Regions from separate parts of the Canis lupus genome. Here region 1 is linked to region 2. The links are chromatin contacts, called in public Hi-C maps. All regions are on one chromosome and are shown on one strand. The core of a region is the stretch at or near the end of the contact, and the rest is flanking DNA. Distances in the headings are between cores, read along the strand shown.

Region 1 (5,516 bases), core at 2,427-4,926, 230 kb after region 2:
TGTCTAGGGTCTGACCCAAACAATGGGGCACTGAGAGCCTGTAATGCTGAAGCTGCTGGACGCAGGCAGAGGTGTCACATCAGGGCGAGGCTGGGGAGGCAGCCAGGACCCTTTATGGTGGGCTTACAGGCTGTGCCAAGGGTTCTGGAACTTGATCTTTTTGGAGTTGGGGTTAGCAGTTGGGGGGCTGTGATCAGTCTGGAGGAGAGATACTGAGGACTTGAAATTGGGTGCTGGAGGCAAGAAGGGAGGAAAGGAAGAGGTGGGGCCAAGAAGATTGGAAGATCAATCTGAAGGTCTTAGGGAGGGACGCCTGGGGGGCTCAGCGGTTGAGCATCTGCCTTCAGCTCAGGGCATGATCCTGGGCCGGGATAGAGTCATGGAGCCTGCTTCTCCCTCTGCCTGTGTCTCTGCTTCTCTCTCTCTCTCTCTCTCTCTGTCTCTCTCTCTCTCTCTCTCTCACGAATAAATAAATAAAATCTTAAAAAAAAATGAAGGTCTTAGGGATTGAACAGATTCAGATGGGGAAGGAGAGGGCTAGTCAAGGATAATGCCCACGTGTGAGATACCCTCAGGACTGTGATGTCAACAAGTGAAAGAATACAGGATGGGATCTGGTTTAGAGGAGTGGCTTGAGATGGATCAGTTGAATCCTGACCTGGTCACAGCCTAAATCTTGCTTCCTACAAAAATCCCCATTGTTCCCACTGGGTCCAAGGGCCATTCCCAGGCGCTGAGTGACTGGTTGGCTGCATTTGTTCATATGCTAATGTTTGCTTCTTAACAAATAGATTTTAAACTTCTGGGAAATAGCTATTTCTTGTCATTTCTACAGTGTCTCTTCCTGGCCACCTAGCACCCAGCCTTGCACGTATTTAACGTGCCTTTTGAATTTTGTGGCATTTATATAGCGTGAACAATAGTCCTAGGAAAAAAGGCATAGGAAACGTGAAAACCTACCCCACTCAGATTACAGGAGGAAAAACACACATTTTACTTCTGAGTTCCTTGATCCGCAACTCTAACCCCATTATCCTAACTGCAAAGAGCATGATGGTGGGGGGGAGATCATTGCTGGGGGCCAGGAGGGCACCCAGTCTCCCCCCGCACCTGAGAATGATGGCTTGTCCAAGTCAGTATCTGTCCTATCCGCTGTCTGCGTCGCTGCCCTTACGCTCATGGCTGTGAGGGACACCGGATGAGCTTGCACATCCAGAAACACTCTTGGAAGGTGTCGAATGGCATAGGAGTATGAGCTCGTGGAAAATGGAAGAGAAAAACTGAAATTAATGGAGTGACCTGTACTTCCAGGGGTCGGTCCGGATTCAAAAGTATCCAAATAATTGCAATGTCTTTCATGTGTCCTTCAGGTCATATGTAGACATGACTGGCCTTTGTCCTCTGGATGGTAGGAAGTGACAGTGACATGAGGATGAGCTCTCTGTCACAGCTTAGAATGATTCTTACGATGGTCAGGGAGAGGACCGTGCATATGAACCAAGTGTCGTGGCAACTCTGCGCTCAAAGACCAAGTATTAAGCAGCATCCAGCAGACAAGCTCCTCCCCGGTCGACCAGGTGGGGTGGGAGCAGGGAACTCTTGAACAGCCAATTCCACTTTCTCAGATTTTATTGGTGGCTTGAGGGAAAGCAGACAACACTCGGGCAGATAAGATAGATAGATAACCACTATCTGAAGTGTGAGTCTGCAGTTTTAGATCGTCTTTTATTTGGAAATACATTCAATCTCATTTCAATGCCAGCACAAAACTTAAAAGATTCAACTCCACAGTCATAGACAAATTATTATTTTTTTTAAGATTGTCTTTCTTATTTATTTGAGAGCGAGAGCGTGCACACTCACACATGCATGAGCAGGGGTTGGGGCAGGGGCAGAGGCAGAGGGAGAAGCAGACTCCCAGCTGAGCAGGGAGCCAGATGTCCTGGGCTCTATTCCAGGACCCTGAGATTATGACCCGAGCTGAAGGCAGACGCTTAACAGGCTGAGCCACCCAGGCGCCTCAGACAAATCATTTTTTAAGTGTGGAGAATAAACATATAATGTGAAATTTTTACCTGCAATAATAAAGTAGTTCAGTAGGCTAGGTATTAGGTTACACCACATGAATTGCTGATGCTTACCCTGCTTGAGACCTACAGCAACAGCAGTTGCATGTGCCAGAGTTGTCAAGGGGACTCCAGATTCCGTCACTGGAAAATTCAGATGGCTCATGCGGATCTTGGACAGAATTTATATATAAGTTATTCTTCACCTTTTGCATGGCTGACAGTCTGGTGTGTCTCTGATTATCACAAGTTATACTGAAACGTGTCTTAAGTAGGCTTTTGTGTGTTTTTACAAATAAAACCACGCAATCGCACCCTTATTTAGCAGAAAATGGGATTGCAGTAGAGAATTAAATGCAGAGACTGGAAGTCATCATAATCTTGCCTGAATCCGACTAAAATGGAAAGAAGTGTTGGATCTCAATTATCAAAATTCTTCTGAAAGATGTAAGCTGTGTCAGTCGAGTGTTATCTGTATCTGTCGTAACACGACCTAGCCATAAAAGCATGCGTGTTTTAGTTGGATAAATCGCTCTGGCTCAATCGGCGTTACTGTTCCCCAGTGGAATAACACGGCTAACCAACAGGAATAATATCAGGTTGTTCACAGGGCTGCTATAGAAAACCATTTGATAAGAAATATTTTCCATGATGCCTGCCCGTTTTGGAGGGGGGATTTCCATAGGAGAATCTGAGAAAATTCAATCTGGTAGCTCCACAGTGCAGGCCCGGCTGTCAAAATACTGGTTTTATGGTAATGAATGCCAAGTGTGCCGTGGTATTCCTTGCCAACAGGTAAAATTTATGTTGTAATGTTTGAGAATTCCAATGATCAATGCAGACTAAACGTTAGGATGCCCTGTTATTTGCTATGGGAGCCAATTCTAGGCATTTTTTTTTTTTTAGAGATTTTATTTGTTTATTCATGAGAGACACAGGGTAGGGGGGCAGAGACACAGGCAGAGGGAGAAGCAGGCTCCATGCAGGGAGCCTGACGTGGGACTCGATCCTGGGTCTCCAGGATCACACCTGGGGTCAAAGGCAGGTGCTAAACCGCTGAGCCATCCAGGGAATCCCCAATTCTAGGCATTTTGATGTGAGTTGAATTTCAGTTCAGGTCCTGAGCGATCTCTGTGAAGTCCCTGCCTGGGGGCCTTGAAAACTTCTCTAGAGTAGCCCACAGAGGCAAGGGCTATCGCCCCTGATGCTGGTGGACAGCATGACCTCCTCTGTCTCCACTCTGGCCTCTGCGCCTTTGCTTAAACCCTTCCCTCTGCAAGGACCCCATCTCTCCCCTTTCTACCGTGGGTAGTCTACTCATCATGCTCAGGTCTTAGCTCAGACACTGCCCCCACAAAGTGCTCCCCAACCTGTGAGGTTGGATAAAACGCCCTGATCCTGTGCTTTCAGGGCTTTATGTTTCTGCCTCTACGTTCTCACCTATCACCAGACTTTTCTTGTGGACATGACCCAGCACAGAGCCTGACGTCTGGTGGGGGGTTGGCAACTGGCTGTATCTCCTTAGTGGTTTAGTTTTAATTGCATCATGCACCCTCCTCCCCTCCCCCTTGCCCTGACACACAAACCTGAGTGCTGTGAGGATGTCTCCAGGCAGGGTCAGACATTCAAGGCGAAGCTCAAGCCTACCCAGGGCTGCACTGGAACTGAACCCGTTTCTAGGGGTGCAACGGGAGTCTTAGGAAAGGGAGAGACCCTGACTTGGTTCCTCTCCAAGAACAGTTGGGCTTCTTTTTACACACAAATGTTGACTTGCTGAGTGGACTTAGATCCTGAGCTGGCCTCTTGCGTCCTCTAGTGGTTCAAAGTCACAGCCCGGCACAGGGAGAACTCCAGGACAGCTCAGAGGTTTTTATTCTTTCTTTAATCCGAGTTAACCATTTATTTAGACATCTCCCAGGCAGTGAAGTCATTTCATAAATACACTTGGGGAGCAACACAATAATTAACCACATTCACACACAATGAGGAACTTGGGATATCTTGTGGAATCCTTGAAGGGCCCTGAGTTCTTTATTTTGTAGTGCAAACTCTTAATCGGCTTTCTGGGCCCAGTGGATAACTGACAACGTGCTTTAATCAAAGGCAATCGTTCTGTCATTGTCGGCCTGTGAAACATTAGCTCGGGGAGCTGGATGACAGCACGCCTTCCTCTTATCTCCCTGAGACTGCTCCACCCCAAGGACCAGATCTGGTGTTGTCTTGGTTATATTCAAATTTTATGATAGGCAATCTCAAGGGAACCCAAGTGTCTCCTTCGAACAAGGACAATCCCTTAGATGAGCGTGTTCGATCATTCTGTGGTTCAATATCAGAACGTTACTGTTCCTTGGGGGGCACTAGAAACTGTCATTTCCAGAAACAGGAGGGTACGCTTTGCTATCTTTGCAACTGCCCCAAACCCATACTTCTTGCGGGACCTAACTTTTTGAATGTCTTAAAATATAAAAGCCGAATGGGGGCGTGTGGGTGACTCAGTTAGGCGTCTGCCTTCGGCTCAGGTCATGTTCCCAGGGTCCTGGGATCGAGCCCCACATTGGGCTCCCTGCACAGCAGGGAGTCTGCTTCTCCCTCTCCCTCTGCTTGTGCTCTCTCTCTCTTTTTCTGTCAAATAAATAAAATCTCTTTAAAATGTAGCAGAATATAGCTACTTTCCTCAGAATTGCTCACAGCTTTAAATATCACCTCCTCAGAGGACTATTCCTTGAGGATTTGGAGCAGCTCTGGCTTCCTGTGATAGCCTCCCGCATCACTGGATGATGGAGGAGCACTTGTCACATGTGCCATTTAACCAGGGCCTGGGTTTGCTTTCCTTTGGTCTCCCCCTGCCCCCCGAAGCTGAGGCCCATAGTGCAGAGGTCTTGTTTGTTCCTCTATGACAGCATCCCTGAGTCTAGCACAATGCCTGGCACAGGGGGTGTCAGATAAACACTTGTCAACTGACCAACAGAATCCAGAGAGGTAAAAGCTAAGGGGAGGCTGATTTTGCTCCTTAGTTTAGGTCAATGAGGACCCCCTTCACTCGAATTCTGAGCGGAAAGAATTTATGCTGCAAGACTCAGTGATAGCTGAGTTGCGGGGTTGAGGTCAGCCCCCAGATGCCACATCTGCAGCTGCAGATGGAAGGCAGGGAGAGGAGAGACCTCCTGAAGCTTGCTTCAATGGGCCGGCAGAGGGGCCAGGTGGTAGTTGCCCTAACCTCCCTGCATGTTTACTTTCAGGAAGCTTCTATTACCTGGAAATATGGGCATAAAGTTCAGATTTCTGAAAGCGTATCTGTAGAGTCCTAAAAATCAAACAGGAATGGAAATATGTTGAGGACCTGGAGGCAGCAAAGAGAGAGGGCCAGAAGTGTGCAGACTGTGAGACTATCCTGAAGGGTAAGAGCAAGAATGTAATGAAAAATGAAAATAGGAGACCAGGAGAAAGGAT
Region 2 (5,646 bases), core at 1,177-3,676:
GGGAAACCCCACCTTTCCAAGTGACAATTCTCTCATCAGCAAAATGGAGACCATAATGTATACGCTGCGAGTGTAATAGGGCTGTGATGAGGGTAAGTGAAGTACTGGGTGTGAGTGGTAGAGATCCCGAGTCCTCCCCTTCCTCCACAAGAGCATACTTGTAAGCTGGGTATGGCCTCCCTTCCAGTAAAAGTCTACATTTTCCAGCCTCTCTTGCAGCTAAAAGTGGCCCATGTGACTTAATTCCGCCCAACGGGATATGAACTGAAGGATGGCAATTCCAAGGCCCCGCCCTTAGAGAGAGGGATTTGCCTGCCCTCTTCCCCTCCCCCCTTCCTGAGCATGGCAAAGCAGAGAAGGCAGTGAGCTGTCTCAGGCCGTGCACAGTAAGGAACAAACTGGGCTCTTAAACACCTCAAGCAGTAAAGGCCGTATGCCAGCTAGACTTGTGCATGACAGAGAAATGACATTTTTTTGAGTGGCCGTTGTTTCGGGTATATCTTCACTCATCCATTGATAGAAAAAGAATGGTTTGAGTCCCTATGTGTGCCAGGTACATTTTAAGTGCTGAGGCAGGTGCAAAAATTCCCTTCTTTATGGGAGAACTAGAGGGCAGACGTGGCGTATACCAGGCTTTCCAGCATAAGGTAGTAAGAGCCTTATGAGGGAAAGACAGGGTCCCGTGGGACCCCGGAGGAAAGGACAGATGCTTGGTAAGCTCTTCTACTCACTATACTTTCATTCACTCACTGCTTGTTGAACACCCATTATGGACTAGGCTCTGCTCTAGGTTTGGTGAGCACAGTAGTGGACAAGACAGATAGGGCCCTAGCTTTTTTTTTTTTTTTTTTTTTTTTTTTAAGATTTTATTTATTCATGAGACAGAGAGAGAGGCAGAGGCAGAGACACAGGCAGGGGAGAAGCAGGCTCCATGCAGGGAGCCCGACATGGGTCTCGATCCTGGGACTCCAGGACCATATCCCAGGCGGAAGGCAGGCGCCAAATCGCTAAGCCACCCAGGGATCCCAGGCCCTAGCTTTTAAGTAGCTTACATGCCTTTTAAACAAATAAATCATTTTTATGCCTAATAAATAAGATGGATTCTAAGAGGATTAAGTGCTATAGAGACTATAAAATGGGATATTTAATAAAGGGTAACAAGTTTGTTGAGGAGGGTTGCCTACTGTAGACTGTGACCCTGGGAACGCCAGTGACATTAAAGCTGGGAACAGATTGATGCAGAAACTGGGAGGAGAACATTTTATGTGGAGGGCAAAGACAAGGGCTGGTGCAGAGGCCCCGATGAGAAAGGAAGGCAAGTGGTTAGAGTGACTAGTATGTAGACAGGGTCAAGGGGATAGTCTTGCTGGACAAGTGGCCTTGTCAGCCACAGAAAGGGGTTTCCATTTTTCTGAGGGTGTTTGGGAGTCCCTAGAGGTCTTTAAGAAGGGGGTTCAGCACAGATTCATGTTTTAAAATGACCCCTCCAGGGGCACCTGGGTGGCTCAGTGGTTTAGCTCCTGCCTTCGGCCCAGGGTGTGATCCTGGAGACCCGGGATGGAGTCCCACGTCGGGCTCCCTGCGAGGAGCCTGCTTCTCCCTCTGCCTGTGTCTCTGTCTCTTTCTCCCTCTCTCTGTGTATCTCAAGAATGAATAAATAAAATCTTTTAAAAATAAAATAAAATAAAATAAAATGACCCCTCCGGGGCACCTGGGTGCCTCAGTAGCTGAGTATCTGCCTTCAGCTCCAGTTGTGACCCCGGGGTCCTGAGGTCGAGTCCCACTCGGGCTCCCAGCGGGGAGCCTGCTTCTCCCTCCGCCTGTGTCTCTGCCTCTCTTCTGTGTCCCTCATGAATAAATCAATAAAATCTTTTTTTTTAATGGCCCCTCTGGCTGCTCTGTGGCAGGTGAGCTGAGGGGACAGCACCCCAGGCCAGAGGGCTGATGACTTAGATGAGGCTGGCAGCAGTGGGACAGAGAAATGGTCGTATTTGGAATCTGTTTGGGAGGTAGGGTTGGTGAAACTTGCCGATAGGATGAACAAAGACATGCAAGAATGAGTATAATCAAGAGAGAAGTCTGAAATGTGTGCCTTGAGCAGCCGGGCCGGTGGTGGCAACACACTGGGATGAAGAAGATGGGACATGGGAAAGGAGGGACATGTTTGGGCTGGGGTTGAAACACACGTTCCGATTTCTATGTAATGGTAGCTATTGGCGGCCAAGGGAAAGACCTGGCTTTCCTCCAGATGAGCTGGAGAGCCTCGGCAGGGCTTTGTCACCCCTTCCCCAAGCCCTGTCAGCTCTCTCTAGCCAATGGCCAAAGTCCCTACTGCATGACCCTACACCACCTGGCTCCCTCTGCCTCTCTGACTTCCCCCAACAGGGTTCCTGCTTGCTCACTGGTGGCCTCCTTGCCTTGTCTCAATACCTCCAGCCCAGCTCCTGCCTCAGGGCATGTGTGTTTGCCCTTTTTGTGTTGTCTCAGCATGGCCTGCTCACCTCCAGACACTCCCCTGTCTCTCCCTTCACCGCCTTCAACTGTTTGACCAAGTGTCACCTTCTCAAGGAAATTAGTCCTGGCCACAGCACTCTGGAAAACTGCAAAACTACTCTTCCCCTCTTGCCAACAGACCCTTCCCCTCTCACCAGCTTTATTTTTTCCAGGGAACTTATGACCTCGTAACAGACTAACACCTTTTTGATTTATTTAATTTACATATTGTCTATCCCCTCCCACTTGAATATAATCTTCATTAAGACAAGGGTTTTGTCTGCTTTATTCACTGCTGTATCCCCAGAGCCCCAGTCTCTGGCACATTATTGGGAGCTCAAAAACCACATGCTATGAAAATTAAGGGGCATTGTTATCTTTCTCTCATCAGGGAATTATTGTCTCAATATCTCCTCGTTTTTAGTAGGAAGTAAGAAAGAGGAGGAAGTTCATGTCCAAGGACCTATCCTGCACTGAAGACTAGTTTCCCAGGTAAACCAGGACCATTGATCGTCTCCATTATCATCCCCATTTTACAGTAAAGAAAACTGAGGCTTGGTAAGATTCTAAGGGTTAGTGAAGCTTAGTGAGATTCTAATTTTTCTAGTGCCTTAGAAAAAAGAGCCTTGCCCTGGTCTGTTTTAGTCATCCAGCCAAACAAGTACACCCGAGCAAGACCCAGCATGTTCTGCTCAAACTCCTGCCCACTTGTGCTGTGTCAGTAAGGACAGATTAGATGAGCGAAGATCTAAAAAGCCCTGCCACTCGTAAAACATAAAGCTGTGTGGGATTACGGGAAGGCAAGGAATCTTCTGGTCATCGGTACAAAACCCTGGACTTTGGTTTTGCTTCTTCGACAGTCATTCAGTACTTGCTACATTCTAAGGAAGGCCTATCCACACAAGTCATCATAACAGCACTATTTATAGTAGCCAAATGTAGAAACAACTCATATGTCCACGAACAGACAAAGGGATAAGCAAATTGTGGTCTATACACATATACGCAACAGAACGTCATTCAGCCATAAAGCTGAATGCAAGGAGGAAGTCATGATCCATGCCCCAGATGATGAACCTCAAAAATAGCATGCTGAGTGGAAGAAGCCAGACACAAAAGGTCACGTATTGTATGATTCCACTTATAGGAAAGGTCTATAAATCCACAGAGATAGAAAGCAAACCGGTGGTTGCCAGGGGCTAGGACAAGTGACTGCCCAGGGAGTATGGTATTTTATTTTGGAGGAAAATATTTTCAAAGACACATAAAGGTAGTGATTGCACAACATCATGAGTGTATTAAATGTTACTGAATTGTTTGCTTTAAGTGGTTAAGTTTATGCTATATAAATTTCATCTCAATTTTTTTTTCCTTAGGGAAAGAGAGGTAGGAAGGGGAGGAGGGAGAGAGAGAGAGAGAGAGAGAGAGAGAGAGAGAGAGAATCTTAGGCTTGGAGTGGAGATCTCATGACTCTGAGATCATGACCTGAGCAGAAATCAAGAGTCGGACACTCAATTGACTGAGTCACTCAGGTCACCCGATTTCAATTTTTTTGGAAAAACAAAGAGCACATGTGTGAATTTGCTCATGTAGTCCTTACAAAAGACCCTGTAAATTAGATACAAAAACCCTATTATTCCCATGAGACAACTGAGCCTGGAGAGGGTAAAGGACTTGGTCAAGGTCGCTCAGACATTAGACTTGAAGCCAGGGCCTGATTGACCCCACAGCCTTGCTCTCCTGAACCACTGGCCCCTTGGCCCCTCAGAGTCAGGTGTAGACCCTGGGAGAACAGATGGCTGGTCGGGAGAGAGCCAAGGGAGAGACGTACTAGGACAAAGAAAAGTCAAAGCAGAAAGGTTGTGGGGTCTCTAGGATCTCAACTTAGTACCAACAAAAGTCAGAGTCTTGAACCCTTTGGCTCCTGCTACTTTTGTCCTGTGGTCTGACTGAGCTCCTTGGAGGATGAGGGAACAGTCGAGAACCATGGATAAAAGGTGAGATGGGAGGATGGCGGGGATTGAATGAAGAGTTAGAAGAATAGCACAGAACACTAGGCCAAAGGCCCTCTTCACAACGTCTCTATCCTTCTTCCTTAAAATGTCTGAAGTCTTTGACTAAGGAACGGAGCACCTGAGTGACTTGAATGTGAACATATTTTGAAAGAAGAGCATATTTTGGGGAGTTCCATCTCAGAAGATTTGAATGTCGTGTAATTCAGCTTGTGGGGAGGAGCGGAGGTGGCTGGTGGGTGCATGGAAGGATGAAAGTGACTGTGGCAGAATGACACAATAATAGGGCTAATGATTTCAACATTGAAAAAGTTTAACAGCTCGTAGTGAACACCAGAGATAAGCTCCAGTGGGTGGCTTAAAAAAAAAATCCACTTTGACGGTTTCTGCACTTTCTGAGCTTCTGTTTGTTTCCTCTTCAAAGCTTGTTAGCACCTCCCACTGGGGGAGACTTTGGCCACCTAAGGATAGTAATGAGGCCTGGTTCCCAGGGGCCCAGCCCCCAGCCAGGGCTGAGGCTGTTGACAATTCAATGTGAGTTTGTTTATAGCAGTGGGGGTGGGGAGGCCCTAGAAGGCAGAAGATCCCAGGAGACCCCTTCTTGGTGCCATCACTAAAGTCTTTCACCCTAATTTCCTCCGAGACCCCTTAAGAAAGCAACTTTCAAAGAAAGAAGTGAAGAGTGTGACTTTCATGAAGGTACAAAAGCCAAGGTAGGACTGGACATGAGCAGGGGACCCAATCCACGCCTCCTGCCAAGCAGAAGCAACCTTCAGGAAGATGGGCCCTAAAATCCCAAGACTACCAGATTCTTCTCCTGGGCCCCTGCCCACAGAGTGTCTTTTCCTTTTGAAAAATCACGAAGCTCTAGTCCACAAAGTTGTTAAGAGGCCTCACAGGAAGCCAGCAATGGGTCTCCATTTATGTTCCAAACATCCCAAGGCAGCAATGTGTCCAAATGGTACAGATTTCCTTCTGGGCTTGGGCTGCAGCCAGGATGGCCACGCGGTCAAGACCCTCCATTTGAATTACTCGGCCATTAGAAACGACAAATACCCACCATTTGCTTTGACGTGGATGGAACTGGAGGGTATTATGCTGAGTGAAATAAGTCAATCTGAGAAGGACAAACATTATATGG

Evidence for each region. Hi-C and Micro-C count contacts between places; a contact is called where the count stands out from the background.
Region 1: a contact with region 2 is called in a Hi-C map of liver, with 7 times the contacts expected there. The contact joins two enhancer-like sites. A contact is called at or near these places in 4 of 9 Hi-C or Micro-C datasets (amygdala, blood, liver and 1 more).

Annotation. Positions count from the first base shown.
Region 1 is chr13:47,404,680-47,410,195 of UU_Cfam_GSD_1.0, forward strand. No RefSeq gene overlaps it. Among named protein-coding and RNA genes, the nearest start is that of PDGFRA, 11 kb to the right of the region's middle. Within about 2 kb of position 3,677, at least 2 of the 20 cell types and tissues checked have an H3K27ac peak or open chromatin away from gene starts, as enhancers often do.
Region 2 is chr13:47,171,580-47,177,225 of UU_Cfam_GSD_1.0, forward strand. No RefSeq gene overlaps it. Among named protein-coding and RNA genes, the nearest start is that of CHIC2, 120 kb to the right of the region's middle. Within about 2 kb of position 2,427, at least 2 of the 20 cell types and tissues checked have an H3K27ac peak or open chromatin away from gene starts, as enhancers often do.